Regions from separate parts of the Mus musculus genome. Here regions 1 and 3 are each linked to region 2. The links are chromatin contacts, called in public promoter capture Hi-C maps. All regions are on one chromosome and are shown on one strand. The core of a region is the stretch at or near the end of the contact, and the rest is flanking DNA. Distances in the headings are between cores, read along the strand shown.

Region 1 (2,700 bases), core at 75-2,574, 1.6 Mb after region 2:
TGCCACTTCAGTGTTCTAGAGACCTCGGGAAAAGTCACTGTATTTGTCGAATTAAATAGTCATTTGGGTCCACATACAAATCTTACATGAATATGGTGATAGACAAAGAAGTGATTTCAACTTTGATTATGAGTGGCTCTTATACCCTGCCTTATTGTCCTGCCCAGCCTTTCCCCATAATTCAAAATGAGGAGTAAAAGAGTAACTGTTAATAGTTGGGAAGGTCTGGCTGGGTGTAAGGTAGGGGTGAAAAAGAGGGCTGATGACCAAAAGGCACAGAAAATTTTGGAACGTGATAATATTCTACTATATCCTGACAATGGAGGTGATCGTACATCTGATTTCCTTTTTCAAGCCTCTTAAATCTTATTTCATATATATTCTAACATTAACCTTAGTTTAAACAAAAACTTTAGTAGTCAAGATTTAATAATAGAGATGAAACAGTACACTATGTAATTCTTACTTAAGTATTAGCAGGAGCAATAGTAACAACAACAATAGGGAAAAGCAGAGGGAACTCAGAAGCCAGGGGTCCTAATTCGGCTCTTTCTGTAACAAGAGGCAGAGTTTACTTTATGGAAGCCATGTGCTTATTGCTTCTAGACAACACAAATGAAATGTGTTCTGCATATACGTGTAAGTGACTATGAGACTAGATTTGTTTATAGGACAGCAATACCAAATCACTGAACAACATGAACTGGGTTGTGGGGTGGTCAGTTAATTACCTTGATTCTTTCCAAGGTGAGAGATGAAGCTATGATAAAACTGTGAAAGGAAAGCACACTTCTCGAGAATCTTTGTCTTTAATCATTTAACAACAAAAACAAAAACAAAACCTCAAACTCTAGGGCACACCGATGCCAGGAAGATCAAAGGTCACCGTAGAGTCTCGGGTACATGGGATTTCCCGCCCCTGAGAACACTGCTGACTTCACCAGCACCTCGTCATAGTGTCTGGAGTCCTCTGAGGATCTACAATGCAGAATCATGAAATAGCATACCACACCTAGCACTCTTCGAGCTCCAAGCACGGATTCCAGCCCCAAGGAGGGCTGCAAGCTGTACCAGAAGCTTGAATCAAAGTTCCACTCCACCAACACTCGGGACTCTTGCAAAATCAGCAGGACTTGAGAGTTTGAAGACCATTAAGTGACAGCATCCACGCACCTGCGTGCTAGGGCCCAGAGCAAGCTACCTGGTCCTAATAGTCGTCCCCAAGGTCAACTGGGCGCCGAACTGAAGATGAGGATGCATCTCGCCCGGGAACACTGCGAAGCTTCAAACAGTCGACTGCAGGCAGCTCTGCACGCCGGAAGTGCACTAATCCGCAGCACGTGGGGTTGCCAGGGCGAGCTTCACGTGACGGGGCGGGACCTCGGGAAGCTTCGAGCCAATGGGCGACCTGGAGGCGGGGCCTGTGGCGCGCCGGGGCCTATCCCGGAAGTGTGGTCGCGGCGGGGCGGGCCCGGGCTGGGCGGGCCGGGGCGGGGAGCCGGGTGTGGGAAGCGTGGCGGCCCCGCCCCGTCTCCTGGACCAGCCGCGGCCGCCAGCGCCGCCGCAGCCGCAGGGACCGGCGGACGCAGCAAAGGCGTGCGGTGCGGGGCCGGAAGGTGAAGACCTGGGGCCGGGTCGGCGGGGCGGCGGGGGATGCAGCCGGTGATGCTGGGGTCCGGGCGAGGGGAGGAGCCGAGATGCTTGGGAACTGGAGGGCGGCAAGCGCGGGACCGCCGGAGCTAGGGCCCTTTACCGCTGGGCCGAACCGGGATGCCAGGGCGGCGCCGCTGCGGGTCCTAGGCGCACTGAGGGCCAGGTGCAACCGGCCGGGTGCTCCTGTCCCAGTCTTCCCCGAACCTGCGGCCTGGCTGATACCTTGGCAGCGGGGATGGGACGGAGGGAGGCGCCGGGCCCCGCATCCCGGCGCAGGAAGGTCGTGGGCACTTCTTGCGGTGGGGTGGTGGGGACTGGACCTGCCGGCTGGGCGCTGGTGTCGCCTTCACTCTCCGGCGAGCTCTTCTGCGGCTCCTTTCCCCACCTCCCACCAAGGGCTGGAAAAGTTTTCAGAGGCCTGAATGGCAAAGTATACTCCACTCAGAGTGGGTGTTCTATAAATGCAAACATAACGGGCTAGTGATGCTCGGCTACCTGTCTTCAAAATGAGACATAACCCCGCCTGCATGCCGGTTATTAAAACGCAAACAAACTTTTCGCATAGTTCCCTCAGAAAAACCGCACATCTCCCCAGTCCACCATGGCAGACGAAATTGATTTCACTACTGGAGATGCAGGGGCTTCCAGCACTTATCCTATGCAGTGCTCAGCCCTGCGCAAAAACGGCTTCGTCGTGCTCAAAGGGCGACCATGCAAAATCGTGGAGATGTCAACTTCCAAGACTGGGAAGCATGGTCATGCCAAGGTAGGCCCTTCCAAGTCATTTTTTGGCTTCACCGTTAAGATCATTCGTGTTCCATTCTACATCGTGAGGTTTCTATATTGAAAAATAACTTTTTTTCCTTCCCCTCAGTCTCTTGAATGGTCAGACATTACTCTCAGTAAAGCTCTCCATTTAATCGGACCCTTAGAATGTTTCATTAACTGGAAACTAAAACTTTTTTAAATCCGTGTTTAGTAGAAACAAGCCTGTTCTTCTAATTCTAAGAGACTTGGTTTTCACTTTCTGTGGACTCTTGTTAATTG
Region 2 (2,733 bases), core at 221-2,720:
GCTTTACAATGCACCTTTAAGGATACTTTTAGTTTACATGATCCTCTTAAAAAAAAAAATCACCAAACAACTGACAATGTGTGGCCTAAAATTCCAGCACCCACAAAACAGAGGGAGGAGATACATAACTAAACCCTTTCTCACTACACCCCAAAACACTGGAAATGCTTAAATACACAGATCATTTATTACCAAAACAGCTCCATAATATACAGCAAAAGAGCTACACGCTACACTAGTGATACAACCAGCATCTAGCACCCAACATCACCGCAAACTTAAGTGCACCAGGTCACTTTCTTCCTTTTCACATATTCTACAGACCTTTTAAAAATAAACACAACGGAATCGTGATCATAAAAACAATCTATCTTTGACTCGGGATGTGACTCAGCTGCAGTCAGTGTGCATGAAGTCATCCGCGGGCACCTCAGAAACCAGGTAAGGTGAAAGTACACCTGTAATCCGAGCACCCAGAAGAGGGGGTAGAGGCAGACAGAGTTCCTTGTCACCCTAGGCTCCACAATTCAAGTCTATGCTGGGGTACCTGAGATCTTGTCTCACAAACACATGGATTCTTTTAAACAAATAGTCATTTCAGCTTTTCTTTTAAATAAACCTTTTTTTTTTCCATAAACACGTCACACCAGAGTAAGGAACCCAAACTACAATAGTGTATACGTTATTGATAACAGTGCAATTAGCGATTCTCATTTACTTAGAGCTCAATATTTTAGTCACTATCTTAAATCTTTCCCTTGCCACTTTTTAACGCTTGCAGCCATCCTAAAAGACAAATGTCACTGTCATATCCAGTTTGTGGCTAAGGAAGTTGCTCACACAGCGACTCCTAGCCGGGTCTAACTGAGGGAGCTAAGTTAACCGCTAACCACACACATCTGTGGCCAGGAAGGGGCGGGGCGGCCTGTGTTTTATATTTTTAAAAATTGAAAATCGGAATTCTACAGGAATTCCAGAGGGAAACCACAAAACAATCAAGGCAGCTCGGGGCTGCGGCGGGCGGGCGGGAGGCCAAAATCCCGGTCCCAACTGCGCCCTTCACCCTGAGGCGCCGGACAGAAGCAGAATAGATAGAGAGCCCAGCCTCCCGCAAGGAAGGGCCGGGACGAGAGCAGAGGGCAGGACAGGAGGCGGATGTGGGGAAGGAGGATGGAGGGGAGCGGGACAGACAGGTACGCAGCCGTGGGAGCTCACCGCGGCGGGGGCGCCGGCCTTGGTCGCCACGGCCCGTGCTCAGTTCCGGGTTCCCGAATCCCTTCCCGTCCCCCACTCACCCCGCAGTCCTCACCACGCTCAGAGATTTTAAAAAGGAACCACGACGGCGCAGTCCTCGCTTATCCTTCTCAAACACTAAGTCTCCCCCTCACAGGCGCCGCCATGGCTCGAGAGAGGCTGCCGCCTCCGATTCAAAAAAATCCAGTCGCTCTCTCTAAGAGCCATGCTGATTGGCGCGCTCTGTCAACCTCCTTTTGATAGGCTGGAACCTCGGGCGGACTGCCGATTGGTCAATCCCAACGTCTGCCTTCGGGAGGCGCCGGCTGATTGGTTGTGAGTGTGTTTCAAATCCGGTAAACGGCTGGAGCGTGCGAACGTCGGCGGAGTGCCCGGATGTGGGCTTGAGGAGGCGTGGCTCTGCAGCGCCTCTGGATGCAGCAGGTGTTTCTGTGGTTACCGCTTGTTTACTCCGTAAACAGCCCAGTTCCTGATGAACGGTCTCTCTGCCATCACCTCCAACTTCAAGAAAAAGTACCAAGCACCGCAAACCGATCCGCTCTTACTACTAACCAGATTTTATTTTTGAAGACAAGCTTGCATCTGAGTAATTAATATAAAAAAGTGTATAAGGAGATTTTAGAATCTCCTGAAGCAAAACTGCTTCTGGGTGGGTTGCTCCCTCCCCACCCCAACTCCCAGCTTAGGAATGTTAGTGACTGTGCTTGGAAGTCTAGAAAAGAAGGGATTGTTTTACCCCTGGGATCAGTATTGCTATTTTGAAATTTGTTTCTAGATGGAATGTTCTATAATACAGTCGCCTAGGCATACACTTCTAGCTGGGTGTGGTCTCAAAGCCTGTACTAAGGAGGACAAGACCAGCCTAGGCTATAGGAGACCAGGACTCAAAACAATTATTTTTCACTTTCAAAACCTTACCAAGTGTTTGGATCGGTTGCTAGGCCCCAAATCTCATTAAGAGGTTTTTAAAGCACTTTTGAAATTTAGATTGATAAATTTTATGTGTCTTTTTGCCTATACATATTATTTTTTCCTGAACGTATGTGCATTTGTGAGTGCCTGCTGTCCTTGGACATAGGAGGAGGCCAGATCCCCAGAGACTGGAATTACAGAGAATGATGAACCACCAGGTGGGTGCTGGAAATCAAACTCACGGCCTATGTGTGAGAAACAAACGCTTTAAACCACTGAGCCAACTCACTTTAAGCCCAAAATCTACTTTAAAACCAAAAGAACTTCTTGACAGCCTAAGCAGTTCGACAAGTCTACGGTGAGTTCATAGAATGAGTAAAACAATCTATAGTTTTGTCTGTCTGGTTGGTTGGTTTTTAGGGTTTTTTGCCTACCAGTATCTATGGCCTGCCAATCACTAGAATTCCGCACTAGCCTTTGGAGTGGAAGAAAGGAAAAATCGGCCTGGACCTTGCCCAGAGAAGTGTGCTTGCAATTTAAACTGGGGTGTGTCTGGCATTCCAAGCA
Region 3 (2,743 bases), core at 219-2,718, 1.1 Mb after region 2:
AGACTAAACAGTCCAGCTAACACTAATTTCATTAGTGTTGGTCCGTTCATTCATTCTTTCAACTTGTTCTGAAGCTCATAATTAGTTTATTCTTCATGACTTTAAAAAGAAGTGGCAACAGCCCAAGTGTTGGTGTCCATGTGTAATCTGAGTACTTGGGTGGGCGGGGGGGGGGGGGTCATTTGCAGGACAATGAGGAGTTCAAGGCCATCCCCAGCTGCACAGTGAAGGGAAGACTTCCTTTAAGTACTTAAGATCTGTCTCATAACCATACCAAATCAAACAACCAATAAGATAAATCAAAAAGAACCTCTACTCCCCCCAAAAGAAAACAAAACAAAAAGTCAAATAAAAATCAACCCCCCCCAGTATGTTTAGCTTTTTATCTCAGTAGATGCTAGAGGAACACTCAGAACTATTGATGAGTTGAAGCCAGTGGGAAGAGTTCACTATAAATGTTTTCTTCCGACGTATTTTGCGTGGCCAAACTAGGAGACAGGCAAGGATGCGAGAGGGTTGGGGAAGTGACTTTACACTTTTGATAAAGAATGACGGGTTACCACTGCAAACACCCAGCTCTTGAGTGAAAAAGCGAGCGAAGTCAAATAGCTCGCGGGTCAGGGCTCACTATCCTAGAGCCAAACTTTCTCCATGAATCCAGGTAGGTCACCGCGGAAAAGCTACAAAGGAGGAAACACTGGGTTAGGTACTATGTTGCCCAATTAATGTCGGCCTTGGAGTCACCTGAATCCTTCGAGCTACTGCACCCAGGGAGCAAGCTTCTCTTTTCAATTCGGTCATTTCCGTGGGGAATTGCGGCACGCGCAGGTCTTGGGTGTGGCGATATCCAGACAGAGCTCACATCTCTCGGATTTCCAGCTTCTAGCAAACCTACTCAGCCTAGAGAACCACAGACGATTCGGGCCTGCCTTCCTGCAACCCAGTGGCCGCGAATGACCGTGACCCTGTGGCCACTGCTCAGCACCAAAGCCAGGCTGCCGGCTCGGCGCGTGTGAGCTTCTCCCCAACTCGCTCTGCGCGGGGAGGCGGATCCCCTTCCCTGCGCACAAGTCCTTATATGCACCGGTTGCACCGGCCCGCCTTTACTCCAGCCCCACAAATAATTAATGGGGGAGGGAGGACGCTGCTGCCTTTTCCCGCTGCCTCTCCCCACCACCCTTTTCACCATTAGAGTATCTGAACGCAGTCAAGAAACCCCAAGATACGATCGAAGAGCCATTTTGGTGCACTGCACAAATTGGACACATTAAAAATATATATTCAGCATTCAGGCTCCTGCACAGAGAGGCTCAAAAACGGCTGTTTAGATTCAGCACTATTAACCCTCAAAAGCTGGGGCGGAAAGGGTGCGTACCCCTCCCCCACCCTGGCTAGTGGCGGAGGGACCCGGTCAGGAAGCGCGGCCTCTCCCCAGTCGGAGACCACGCCTCTCCCCCCCCCCCCACTCCTCCCAGGAAGCGGTGATAGACAGTTCTGTGTGGTTCTCCACCCCCACCTCCCAGCTGAGTGGAGGAGTTGATATGTCTCATTATAACAGCCAATGCAGCCGCCATCCACGCACAAGCAAAGAAGCATGTCCCATTTAAATACACCCACGCAGCCCCAGCGCCCTTAGCCGATCAGGGCGCGCAGCCCACACGCACCGCGGCTCCGGGCTTGGAGATCCGCGCAGGTCGGGCTCCGGGATCCCGCGGATCGACGCTCTCGGAAGATCGGGATCGGACTCTTGCTGGGGCCCGGGTGGGCGGGGGAGGCTGGGCCCCGGGCCTCTCTGGCGGACAGCCGCATGAGGACGCGAGCGAAATAGACCGGGGTGGAATTGCCAAGGAAGACGCTTCGGGGTGGTTTTGGTCCATTTCTCCCGCGAAGAGTCGACATGGCGAGCGACTCCCCAGCTCGCAGCCTGGATGAAATCGATCTCTCCGCCCTGAGGGTGAGCAGAACGTGTTTTTTCCTTTTTTTCCAATGGTCTAGGGCTGAAAGAGGGAACGTTCCCTGCCTTTCTGTTCTAATTCCGGGGCAGCCGAGGGGTTCTAGGCTGAGCCCCTACCCCTACAGCAGGGGCTGGGCTCCCCTTGTGCTCCTAGGCTGTTCCCGAGGTTCCGCAAGGAAGCTGGTAGAGCTTGTCAGTTTCATCTTCGATCGGTGTAAGAGCATTACATGAAAGGCTGGTGTGTGTGTGTGTGTGTGTGTGTGTGTGTGTGTGTGTGTGTGTGTGTGTACCCGGGCAACCGTCTCGTGCCAAGGCGCGAGACCCGACTGCTCCTTGCTGCAAAAGATTCTCTTGGAGAAGAAAGGCACTGGCCCTTCACGTTTGCCAGCTACCTGCAAGATGCCATCGTGAGCTAGCTGTCTCTACCAGCGGACCCTGCTGCTCCAATGGAGCAGTAATTGCTGCTCTGGGCTGGTCTTGTAGGTGCTAACTGACTCCCTTCCCGGCTTCTGTCTCCGGTGCTGGGGCTCCGGCTCAGCTCTTCCCTATATGCCAGTGTGCACTCACCTTTATCTGTGGTTTGAACTCAGCCCTGCCTATTCCTTCCCTCGGTGACTGTGACCTTTCAGTTTTATGGCTGAACTTCAGCAGGTGAAAGAGAAGCTTAACCGCTTCTCCTCACCACACCGGAACTCCCTGGAGAGATTGTGTGTGCGTGTGTGCCTGTGTGCCTGTGTGCCTGTGTGTGTGTGTGTGTGTGTGTGTGTGTGTGTGTGTGTGTGTGTGTGT

Evidence for each region. Promoter capture Hi-C pulls out the DNA fragments that hold promoters and counts their contacts.
Region 1: a promoter capture Hi-C map of pre-B cells shows a contact between it and region 2. The contact joins the promoter of 1700112D23Rik here to the promoter of Ect2 in region 2. A contact is called at or near these places in 7 of 39 promoter capture datasets (the 3T3-L1 cell line, frontonasal cranial neural crest, hematopoietic stem and progenitor cells and 3 more), 4 of 484 Hi-C or Micro-C datasets (CD4 T cells, erythroblasts and pre-B cells) and 2 of 115 datasets of contacts at active chromatin or transcription factors (extraembryonic endoderm stem cells and large pre-B cells).
Region 3: a contact with region 2 is called in a promoter capture Hi-C map of pre-B cells. The contact joins the promoter of Tnik here to the promoter of Ect2 in region 2. A contact is called at or near these places in 2 of 39 promoter capture datasets (liver and pre-B cells) and 1 of 484 Hi-C or Micro-C datasets (regulatory T cells).

Annotation. Positions count from the first base shown.
Region 1 is chr3:28,779,798-28,782,497 of GRCm38.p6, forward strand. It overlaps 1700112D23Rik (RIKEN cDNA 1700112D23 gene), which reads right to left and starts at 1,325. Exons shown (of 3, transcript NR_166152.1): 1 at 1,174-1,325. It overlaps Eif5a2 (eukaryotic translation initiation factor 5A2), which reads left to right and starts at 1,480. Exons shown (of 5, transcript NM_177586.6): 1 at 1,480-1,616; 2 at 2,219-2,419. The coding sequence starts at 2,255.
Region 2 is chr3:27,152,408-27,155,140 of GRCm38.p6, forward strand. It overlaps Ect2 (ect2 oncogene), which reads right to left and starts at 1,471. Exons shown (of 24, transcript NM_001177626.1): 1 at 1,296-1,471. 1700125G22Rik (RIKEN cDNA 1700125G22 gene) reads left to right here and starts at 1,619. Exons shown (of 3, transcript NR_040548.1): 1 at 1,619-1,903; 2 at 2,333-2,524.
Region 3 is chr3:28,261,746-28,264,488 of GRCm38.p6, forward strand. Tnik (TRAF2 and NCK interacting kinase) reads left to right here and starts at 1,469. Exons shown (of 33, transcript NM_026910.1): 1 at 1,469-1,954. The coding sequence starts at 1,898.